Linked DNA regions of Anas platyrhynchos: region 2 is linked to region 1. A link is a contact called in public Hi-C data. All regions are on one chromosome and are shown on one strand. Each heading gives the region's core, a stretch centred on a gene start, on an enhancer-like site or on the middle of the called end of the contact. The rest is flanking DNA. Distances are from core to core; before and after follow the strand shown. Region 1 overlaps CAP2 (cyclase associated actin cytoskeleton regulatory protein 2). Region 2 has its middle 13 kb from the start of STMND1.

The links. Hi-C and Micro-C count contacts between places; a contact is called where the count stands out from the background.
Region 2: a contact with region 1 is called in a Hi-C map of skeletal muscle, with 5 times the contacts expected there. The contact joins two enhancer-like sites. A contact is called at or near these places in 4 of 8 Hi-C or Micro-C datasets (F1 follicle, liver and skeletal muscle).

What each region holds. Positions count from the first base shown.
Region 1 is chr2:106,743,572-106,749,078 of IASCAAS_PekinDuck_T2T, reverse strand. It overlaps CAP2 (cyclase associated actin cytoskeleton regulatory protein 2), which reads left to right. Exons shown (of 13, transcript XM_072033322.1): 8 at 5,068-5,257. Among named protein-coding and RNA genes, the nearest start is that of FAM8A1, 17 kb to the right of the region's middle. Within about 2 kb of position 2,403, at least 1 of the 8 cell types and tissues checked has an H3K27ac peak or open chromatin away from gene starts, as enhancers often do.
Region 2 is chr2:106,860,446-106,865,826 of IASCAAS_PekinDuck_T2T, reverse strand. No RefSeq gene overlaps it. Among named protein-coding and RNA genes, the nearest start is that of STMND1, 13 kb to the left of the region's middle. Within about 2 kb of position 1,751, at least 1 of the 8 cell types and tissues checked has an H3K27ac peak or open chromatin away from gene starts, as enhancers often do.

The sequences.
Region 1 (5,507 bases), core at 1,154-3,653:
TTATGTTATATACAGGCAATATATATATATATATATTATATATATAATTTATTTATATGCATTGTATAAATATTTGTAATTTGTTTGTCCTCCATAAAAAGGACCATTACGGTTACAAGAGATGGGTGGCCACTCAGATGCTCCACAGTCGGTTCCTACCATAAGAACTTTGTTCCCCTGTTCCCTGTGCTGCACTGTGTCAGCCTAAAACTAGATAAACCCAGAGAAACACTGGGGCTGCTCATAAAGGGCCTGGTATATAAGCCCCTCTCGTCCCCCAGTACAATACAACACCAGTGATACGGAAGGCTAACCCAGGGAACTGCTCAGCAAACATGGCTCAGGAAATACTAACATCTGTGATGAGACACAAAGAGAAATTCTTACTGTCTCTCAGTAGCTGGGTTTGGACCTAAAGACATGTCAAGCTGCATATGGCCACCCAAAATTACAGACAGCATGGCACCCAGAGCACTCGCATGGTGCACAGGCTTCATTTTGTTTCCCTAACAACAGTTAGGGAAACACCTAACCTCTGTTGCACTGTACTCCAGAGGAGAAATAGGCAAGACCTAGAGCAAAGGGTTTCATTAATCCCTACTGTAACTTCAAGGGAATTAACTGGGATTTGACACAGGTGAATTTTATCTATCCACCTGCCTCAACAGAAACAGTCATTTCTTTATGCCGCTGAGGCAGCTAGGTTGAGAGCAAGGTGAAAAAGAGAAGTGCTAGTCCTTCTGCCAGTCCTACAAGACACAGGCAGAAACACAACATCCTTTGAGGTGGTGCTGCAATCCTGCACACCCTTGCACCGTGACAAGAGGCCTTCATCAGAGCCAGGCCTGTGGGCAGCTTCAGTCGCTTTGCGCAGGGGAAGCCGCTGAGGCGCAGTCAAGGGAGGCCCTTGAGCCTCTGGCAGGTGGCTCTGGGCCATCCAGCAAGGAGCAAACCCCGACCCCTTCCTGTCACCCCCTTCAGATCAGCGTTTAGTAGGAGGCTGAAGACAATTTTTTTTCCCTGAGATAAAATTTCTGGAATATTCTGTCCTCTACAGAGCTATTACTGCATGGCTGTAGGGCCTGCATCGTCTGTTCTTGATAGCGTTTTACTCAGAAAATTACATTTTTTCCACCATTTCAGAAAGCCCCAGGACCAAGATTTATACCCTGTCAGGTTCACTGTGATGCAAAGCTAAGAGGTTAAACATTAATGGCTTCATTTTGGGTTACATTTCCACCAGCCGGGGCTGAAGCTCTCTATTCCCTACACAACTCTTACACGGGGCCTATGTGCCAATGGTGAAGAAATGACCACACCAACGTGGTGATGAGAGCAGTCGGCTCTCAGCAGAACTTGACGTGATGGCTGCAGACCCCACAGCACTGAGAACAGCAGCTGTCACCGGGGCAAACAGCTGAAATAAAAGAGGAAGAAAGGCGGCTTGCAAATAACCACCCTTGCTGGTCCAAATGGCTCTTAATGCTCTTTGTATAAAGATGCACTGTTGTTAACATCTGCTTGAAGCTAATCTGAAGAGTTGTTTGCAAATAGCAAAGCTGGTAAGCACCTGCTGCGTTAGGAAAGATGAACTTTTGCGGGCATATAACGTGCTATTTTATTCCCAGCAGCTCGCACAAACGCCACCCTATACAGAAAAGAAATGAATGGACTTTGTGAAGGGCACTTTAGCTGAAATTGGATAGGACTATACACAAGCACTGCCAGATACCAGAACAGTTTAAGAGTCTGGTTCAGAAATATTCTAGAGCCTGAGGATCTAAGTGGTTTTAGAAAGGCGACTAAGAAAAGGAAACCACTTGCCTGTGACTTAGGTAGATAACGTGGAGGTTTATGAATTAATCAGGGTCAAAGCTAATCAGAGATGAAAGTTCCTGGAGCCACTCCTCTAATCTGGTTTTAAAACCGCCCTTTGCATCAGCACATTTGAGCACAGCGCAGATGCCATCTCCCTGGCATGCAGGGAATGCCAGAAGTGCAAAGCGTTTGCTGCATTTCCAGTTCACTCCTGTGCCTTCTGTGCCACTGTGAGGGCTTCCCCGAGCCACTCTTCTAGTACTGCTATAGAAGGAAAATATGCTTCTAATTGCCCAGATCCTTTTCCCTCTCTGCCCCTTCTCGAAAAGTAAACGAGGCACAAAACCACATCCAGATTTATTGATGTATTTAAAATCTATTTTGTTTGTGTTTTCACTAGGTAGTTCTCTTGGGTTCTGGGAGAGAGATCATCCACTCCTCACAATTAAATACCCTCAATTTCCTTCCGCTTTTGTTACTAGCTGTTCCAATACTTTTGTTGCCATTTGGGAAACTGCCCTTTGATACACTGCTCAGCAGCAGCATCTGAGCCTGAAGTCTACTGCATGGATTAGTGATGGCCTTCAACTTGCCACCTGAAGCAAAGAGATTGGTGGAGTGACCCACCATTCTGTGCTGTATGCTGAGTACCCAGATAATTCCTGCTGCTGCTTTTTTTTTTTTTTTTTTTTTTTTTTTCCTTTAATGCATCTTCGCAGCCTTTGCAGAATTTATTTGGTGTTAATTACAAAAGAGCATCAGCTGCTTCTGCTTCCAGGTGACACTTGCTCCTCAAACAGTGACTCTTTCTGGAAAATCACAGCACTGTACTGATGCATTCAGATGATACTGAAGCCATAAAGTGTCTTTCAGAGATGAGAAGTCCAAATTTTTATCTCAAGCCACAAGTTATTAGCCACTCCTGCCAGTACCACCATTAATCTACTCACACAGAGCATACATAGTTCACAGCTGCATGTTCACACTGCGGTGTGAAAGGTGAGTGCCATTTCTAGATAGCTGAGTATTTCAAAAAGCCCTGTGAATGCACTGTTCATAATTCTGGATAACCAGGACACAGTGAATACAGTTGCTATGGTTGCAGGCAACAGACAGGGAAGATCTCTACTGCACCTCAGGCAGCAGTAACTGATTGTGCCGTTAAATCCACTTACGTTCATTTTTCACTATAGTAATTCACCGTTGTGCTGACTCTGCTGCAGGTAATGTTACTGGTATGAGCACCAGCAGGAAGACAGGCACCACAGATCGAGGGTCCAGTGGGGAAGATGTCCCCAGTCTAAAATAATAACCTTTAATTATTAGGTATGCATGCAGAAATGCTCAAACGTATCCATGAAACAATGGCATGTCTCTAAGAGACATCAGCATCTGGTTCTGGTACATCTTGACAATAAATGGTAATCCATTCCTAAAGGGGATTCTTCTCCTTTGTTTACATTTGGTTAAAAACATTTAATAGCAGAGAACTCTTTACCTTAAGAGATCACGGATCCATTCAGGAACAATCAGACTGTGCTACTACATCAGCTTCACTGCTCACCTGAGTACCAGGAATTCAACAAATCTTCTTGTACAGTACAATTTTAATGCCACTAACGTGACAAACAATCTTGCAATGTATTTATCACTAACATACTCCATAAACAGCTCCTTCAAACGCAACAGTACCTAAATCCTCAACACCCGTGTGCCAAGAGAAGGGTTACATTAAGACATTAATTAATGATATTATCACCTCTCTGTGCTACTCCAGCTAGGGTCATACTGACTGAGAGGGGTGCATGCCATTAGGTACTCAAATGTGCCAAGTGTTTTTATTTAAATTATGTTGAAGAATAAAAAGCATGTGCAACTCAGCTCCTTTCCCACCACCAGTTTGGGACCACAGGCTAAAACTAGTCTACTTTTTAAAAAACAGCTACACTTTTCACTCCTGTGAGATGCATAAACTGGATGAATACTCTGATGTTTCAGTTTAGAGGGAAGCAGAAAGGGGTGGCGTCATAAAAAATTAATAAAACTCTCTGAGTCCTGCTAAGCAATATCTATTCCCAGTATTGATTACCAGGGATGCATTTTTAACAACCTGTATCTCTTAACAAAGGTGGCCAATAAGAGGAGCTGTGACTCTGTAAGCCCCTGTCATTTTTCCATTGTATCTGCCCCCCTAATAAATATGTATTAGTGCAATGCACGACACCTGTAGGTAGCTGAATTCATCAGAACCAATCTAATTTTTCACAAGGGTTCTTCTGAAACAGTGCTCTGCTGCAGAGATGCTGTCTAGATGAGCAGTTTTTGGAATCAGAGTGACACTTAGTGGCAGGATGGAAAAAGTGACTCTCAGTTTCTCAGATTCATTCTGTCTTTTCTATTAGTAGGGCACATAAAATTTTAATCAGCTCATTATCAGCATTTCCTGTTTGTGTGATAATATTATAGATGAGCATTACAATGCAAAACAAAACATGTACTTTTGATTATGCAAACTAATAGAATGATTGGTTTACTTACTTTATCAAGGCCCCTCACTCATAATTCATGTGCTGCTGTGATCTTCTGCAACTGAAAAGAAAAAAAAGAAAAAAGAATTTGAGAGATCAAAACAATACTGAATTTCATAAATAAATTACTTGAATGACCATAGCTTTGCACTTTGCTACAATCTGAATCTTTGCAGATTATTTGAACAGTCTGAAGAACAGCATTTTACATATTTTATACAGTTTAGCACCTTTCTTATGTGTAACTGACAGCTCGTGATCCTCCCAGTTATTTGTTGGACAGAACATTTTCTGTATGTTTCTGAATGCACATCGAGTTATGCTTTACTGAGTATGGTCTCTGAAAAGAAGGAGACATTTTCACTTTTGCGTATGGTAAGTGTTTGTGTATCACTTATCTTACGTAAGTATAATAAATTATGGAATCTTTACAGTTAAAGATATTTAACAATAGTCTTCACAAGCATTTTGTAGAAACATTTTAGGTGCGGGGGTTCTGCAGCAGAGTAGCAGTGTGGTCTATCAGCCTTTCTGGCCCTGTTTGCATTGCTGCAGGGAAGATTCACAGCGCTAAGTTCAGTGATGGTGCCAGACCTTCTGAGCCTGTGGCTGTCTGGAGTCACTGAAACCCACGGTTACCCTCGGACGTTAATAAGAGCTATCATAATAGAGTGTTCCTTGAAAAGCTGATTAAAAAATGATTCCCATCCGTCTGACACAGGGCCCTGTTGCATCCCACATGTCCCTGCGATCCGTTCTAAGCAGTGGGCCGTGCCTCTCTCCGCCACCTCCGCCGCCGCCGCCACCTGGACCTCCTCCCATCTTCGATGCAGAAACCACGAAGGATGAAGGAACAGCATCCCGCTCAGCCCTGTTTGCACAGCTTAACCAAGGAGAGGCAATTACCAAAGGTCAGGAGGAAAGAAAACAAACGGTGACCCTTGAGTCAAACTACATCAACAGCTGCTATATGTACTGCCCCAAATTGCACCAGCGTTTTTAAGTTACCTTTGGACAACTCAGATCTTTCTGAGGCTTGCACTGAGCCTGCATATCAAAACCTCCTTTAGAAGTAACAGCGCTCAAACTTGTTCAGCATTCCTGACATTCATACCATTTACTTAAAAGTCTCCGTATAATTTTAAGGCAACCAAGCTAGAC
Region 2 (5,381 bases), core at 502-3,001, 120 kb before region 1:
GCCTGCCCCTCTGCTCCCCTCCTGAGGCAGCCGCAGGCCGCCATGAGGGCTGGGCGCTGGCCCCTCCTGGCTGAGGCGCCGCCATTTCAGCGCCCTCCTCCGTCCCCAGCAGGTGTCACCCTGCCCCGCGCCACGGCCATGGCCGGCGGCTGCAGCCTGCCGAGCAAAGGGGCTAAGCAGGTGCCTGGGCATCGCAAGCGGGGAGATGGGGTGTTTATTTATGTATTTGTCCGTTTGTTTTTCCCCCAAGAGTTTCTGAACAGGAAAGGGAAAACGCACCGCATGCATGGTATTGAGATGAACGGCCCTTTCAGTCACAGTTTCCTAAGAGACTTAGCTAAAAGATGTGGATTCCTTCACACAGTCACAAGGGAGAATGAGAATGTCATGAAGAGAAATTAAAGAGAAATAAAATTATGAGTGTATTATCTGTTAGCTTTTTCTCTTCGCCACACGAAGCCACACTAGCCATCTCCCTAACAGCCAGGTTTTGCTCTGACAGGTTTGCATCTGTCTGAGGGAAAGGAAATAACGTGTTTGTGTTCATGTGAATGCACAGGGTCAGATCCTTTGGAGACTGACACCTGTGTTTGTCTTGCGAGTTCATTCCTGGGCAGGCAAGAGTGCTGCTGTAGTTTTCTTTGATGTGGTCAGAGCTGCTCCCTCCATGGCTGTGTTTCTTTTCCCCTAGCATAGGATTTTGTACCTTTCTCTTGCCTTCCTCATCTGTTCCTCGGGCGCTGTTCTTCTCTCTGACCCAGTTCTCTTTCCCTCCAGCACACAGCGTCACAACTCTTTACCTTGTCCCTGCTGCACTGCAATTCTCTGTATGCTGGAGGAGGATGTTATGTTTAAAACACTGATCCTTTCTGCTGGACAACCAAAATTCTCCCATTTCAAGGTGATGTGCCAACATCTGGGGCAAACAGCTTTCTCACAAAAGGGAAGGCGCAGCCGACCACTGCACACTGTGACTCCAGGGAGAAAGGAAATACACACCTGGACCAAGAGGGGCAATCTGAAATAACCCCCTCATGATCAGTAGACAGGAGGAGTTGGCAGGAACTGAGATGCCTCCGATTTTGCAGCGTTTGAACTCAACATCCAAACCGTAGCATCTTGCATAAGCCTCTGTTTTGTAAACAGCCTGTGGTGCTCGGCCAGCAAGCCGCAGCAGCGCTCAGAAGCTGTCTCTCGTGAAGCTGCACTGCTTCCTGATTTGCTCCATGCACGCTTCTAATGCCACCTGGAATGATGAAACTAAAGTCAATCCTTAAAGTTTCATACAGGCTTTGCTGCCTCTTCAAATGTACCTAACACCAAGCCAAATTGTTACATGGTGGGGGTAAGATTGTGCTACAAAAAGCGATGCTTTGGCATGAATTCAGACATCTTCATGCCAGGAAGGGCCATTATATAATGTCATCTGACCTCCTATATATACAGAACATTGCACTTAATTACTCAGTGTAGTACTAAGGGTACAGAGGGATCTAAATGAAAAATCTGAATCAGGGCCCTTCAACCTCTCTTCCTTTTTCTACGTTTATTTGACATTTCAAAACAACTTGGCTGCTTTTCAAGTGCTGTCAGAAGTGCTGTTTCCCTTTGAGGAGCCAGTAAGTTCTAATTTCAGGCAGCTCGTGAAGAGAAACCATCATTTCTCTTCCCAGCACAGGCCCAGCAACTACTGAGAAGAGACGTTAGCGATTGCATAAGCAGATACTGAAGAAATCCCAACCGGCAGAAGACTCCCAGGTCTTCATGCACAAGGGGAAGTCTGGGGGCAGAGGGCATAGGGAGAGGGCAGGATTCATGAGGAGGGAGGGCTGGATGCTGGCATGTTTTAGGACATAGAAGCCTCTGCTGCGCAACCCCTCCCAGAATAGGAATAACAAAAATATTTCCCTCCTTCTCCTTTTGAAAAAAAAAATCAAAGCATCTGATAAAACAAAGACACAACTTTTACAAAGTAAAAACGGTAACAATCGCACGCAGCAGGGACTCAGTTTAGCTCAGAGAATTCCCTCTCTTTCCCTGTTGTCTTGCAGATTAGGAAGGCACAGGATAAAGAGATCTTGTCAGGGATATTAATGGAGCTCTCCTGCCGAGATAGCGTACATAAGCTCCGGTCCCAGCCTCCCTGTTGCCATGAAGCAGCCAGCTCCGGAGATGTGTTTCCAAACAAGTTGATAGAGGCTATCTCTGGGAGGGTGAGGACAGAGCAGGGTACAAATGTCCTACCCGGCTGCGTGACCCACGAGTGCCCTCACTCACGGCTACCCCATTAACGCTTCTGCCTGGGATTTTATTTTGTGGAGTGATTTGTTCTGAAATAAAGACCTGACGGATATACAAGCAGCAGAATGGGCTTCCTCTCTACAAGCACTTTCCCACTCCACTTTGTTTTCTCTTGTTTCTTCAGGGTTTTGTCTTTAACGGGCCATTTCTTATTCTCAATACTTGACATCTCTGGCAGGTGCTAGGTCCATTCTTCCTCTCTGGCAGTTTTAGGGCAAGAATTGCTTTTGTTTTGGAGGAGAGGAAAGTGAGAGAAAGAAAACGAGGAAGATAAACAAATAAATTCAGAAAGAGTTTTACAAAGACAGCATGGAGAAAAATTTCTCAGTTCCAGGTGAGAATATTTAGTGTGTTGTGGCAACATGTAGTGCCTGGCTATTATAGTATGCTGATATGACTGCTTCCTTTGTTTTGATCCTATTTATATTCTGGAAGATAGTAAGGCCAGCTAGTGATGTAGTAGTTGATGATTATTAGCAATGACATCTCTAAGAGCTAGTTAGACTAGAGTCATACTTAAAAATCGAATGTATAGGTCCAGCTGTAGAATTACAAAATGTAGAAAGTAATATAAGACACTAAAAATTTCCTTCTGATGTACTCTAGCATGGTTGTGAGAGCCATCTCCTTTCCTACCACACTCCCTGGATGCCTAGGGATAGAAACATGAACTATTATAGTAGGAGTTACAGAGCCAAAGCTCTCAGGCTAGGTCTGCAAGGGATCAAAATTCTCAGTTACACAGCATTACACTGGGGCTTCATCTACACTTTGGGAAAACATCTATGCCTGGGCCAAATGGAAAGGAACACCAGCAACCATCTTATTAAATTCTCTCTTCACCAAAACACGTGTGCATCTGTATATGGGAGTGGTCCTTGACCTAGAATATCTTCTGAATTGTGATTGGGAACTGCCTGGGAAGCGATAGTTGGCCAAAGTAAAAACTAACAGAGACAATTCTGACAAAGTAATTTATGACAATTCAGTTTATACTCAGAAACCTTCCTTGCCACTGTTTACACTTCTAGAGCGGACACTGTGTGAAACTATGTTTTCCCCACATTTCTGACCACTGTGATATTCCGTCTTCTAGCCTCTACATTATGTCCCTTTGACTATACTGCCAAGAGACTTAACTTTTCCATGATTTGACACTTACTGAGTATAAACAAGCTATTTTAGTTTAGAAATAATCATCTTAAATACAAAATTCATTAAACCGGATCCAAAATTCTTGACATAAATACTGTGCTTTTATCACCACGACCCTAGCAATCAATATGTCTCATGCTTTATATATTTCTTTTCCCCTAAATGTTCCTGAAGGATCACCCCTTTGCAAAGGCAGTTCAGCCTGCCTTTGGGAACACTTGTTCACTGCAGCAGGTTGGCAGGCAGAAGAGAGGCTGGTAAAAGAGAAGGCTTTCTAACAGAGAGCCCTCATGAGCAAGGAAGCCAGTGGAAAAGAAGTGCTCCCTAGAAGTTAAGCTGCTCCTTGCCATATCCATGCCTCTCCTAGGATATTAGAGTTCAGAAGAAAAAGATACTTCATGATCCTATAAGATACAAGCACTAGATGGAGCAGCGGGCAAACTTCTGGACTCTTTCATTGCTTATATTCAACCCACGAAGTTATCAGATAGCCCACTTGGAATTTGAGCTGTCAAGCTAGCTCCAGATCAGTATTTTGTAAAGATGCAGGCATGCCTTCTGGAGGGCTCCCATCTGAAACTATCAGGCTGTGTTACAAGACGTTTTGGATTCAGTGCACTTACTGCCGATAAATAACTGGAGGACACATTCTTAGATGCATTCTTAGATGTTTGTACCTACTTCTTTGACTGACAGTGTTAACCAAGATATACTCTTTTTCAAGATTTTCACTAAAAGCCTATAATTCCAGTGTCATATTGCTGAAGCTTAAGTCAACATAAACAAAAGAAGAAAAGAAGTTACCTTGTTGGAGGGGGAAAAGGATATTGAAGATAACAGCCTCATGATTCTTGAGGTAACTTGGAGGGAGAGCGAAGCCTGATGTACATAGCTTTTAATCATTTGGGAATGCCACTGTGAAATTTGACTTTCTTTAAAGAACAAAAAATAGAAAAGGACAGAGGATATTTCCACCTCTTCCCTTGACAAAAACAATCTTTGTAATGTCAACCAACAGCTAGTACTGAGCTTATCACTCCTTCCACTCTGCCCTGCTCTCCCACCTCTGTTCCCTGTTCTGGCTTCTCAAGCTAACACCCTTTGGAGCTGACTGAATAATGGACTTTTCACTTCAGGGTCTGCATCAAATAAATGAAAAAAGATCATGTGGGTTGGATAAGGAATTGGATAATTATTCAATTTAGCTTCAAGACTCTAGATTTTAAACCTCGTTGTAAAAATGAAAGAGGGTCACTTTTAAAATGAAAAGTTAAACTAGTTTGTTTCTAAATTACACTTATCAGGTCTTACCCTTTCTCACTTTTTCCCCTGTAGACTATTTATCAAAATTGGTAGTACCATAGTCTGCCAAATTCATGGCAAATGACTTTATTTTTCCAGAGACTGCAGATGTCCCTTGCCAGATTACTAAGGAAATAACAATAGAGTATATATAGATTATTTGAGAGATATTTGAAGAATTACTCATGTCAGCAGATGGGTATAGACGTAAATACAAACATTTATATTATCAGAAAGCTGATGGCAACCCTGAATTCTTCTATTTTTTTATTTTTTTTTCCTCACTCTTCCCTTTTTCTAATGTGCTTCCTAAATTCATCCAATGAATTTAGAATCCATCAGTCTGAGTTTATGCCTAGTGCATGCTCCCAAGAGGCAGGAAAGGATTACAGCTTGGCTAGGAGGACTTGAAAAAGTGTTTCATTTATGCATGTAAAGCTGTTCTTTAACTAAATTTAAGCATCAGCAGGCTAATGGCTGTTGTCTGACTGCAAAAACAATTTATTTTATATTTTAAGACCCAATGTAGCATCATGCTACATCTCTCCCTAGCCCCAGCAGCATCTCTTGAGAGATGTGTCAGTGATTTCTGCTGCAAGGAAGAACCATTCCCAGCCCTAACA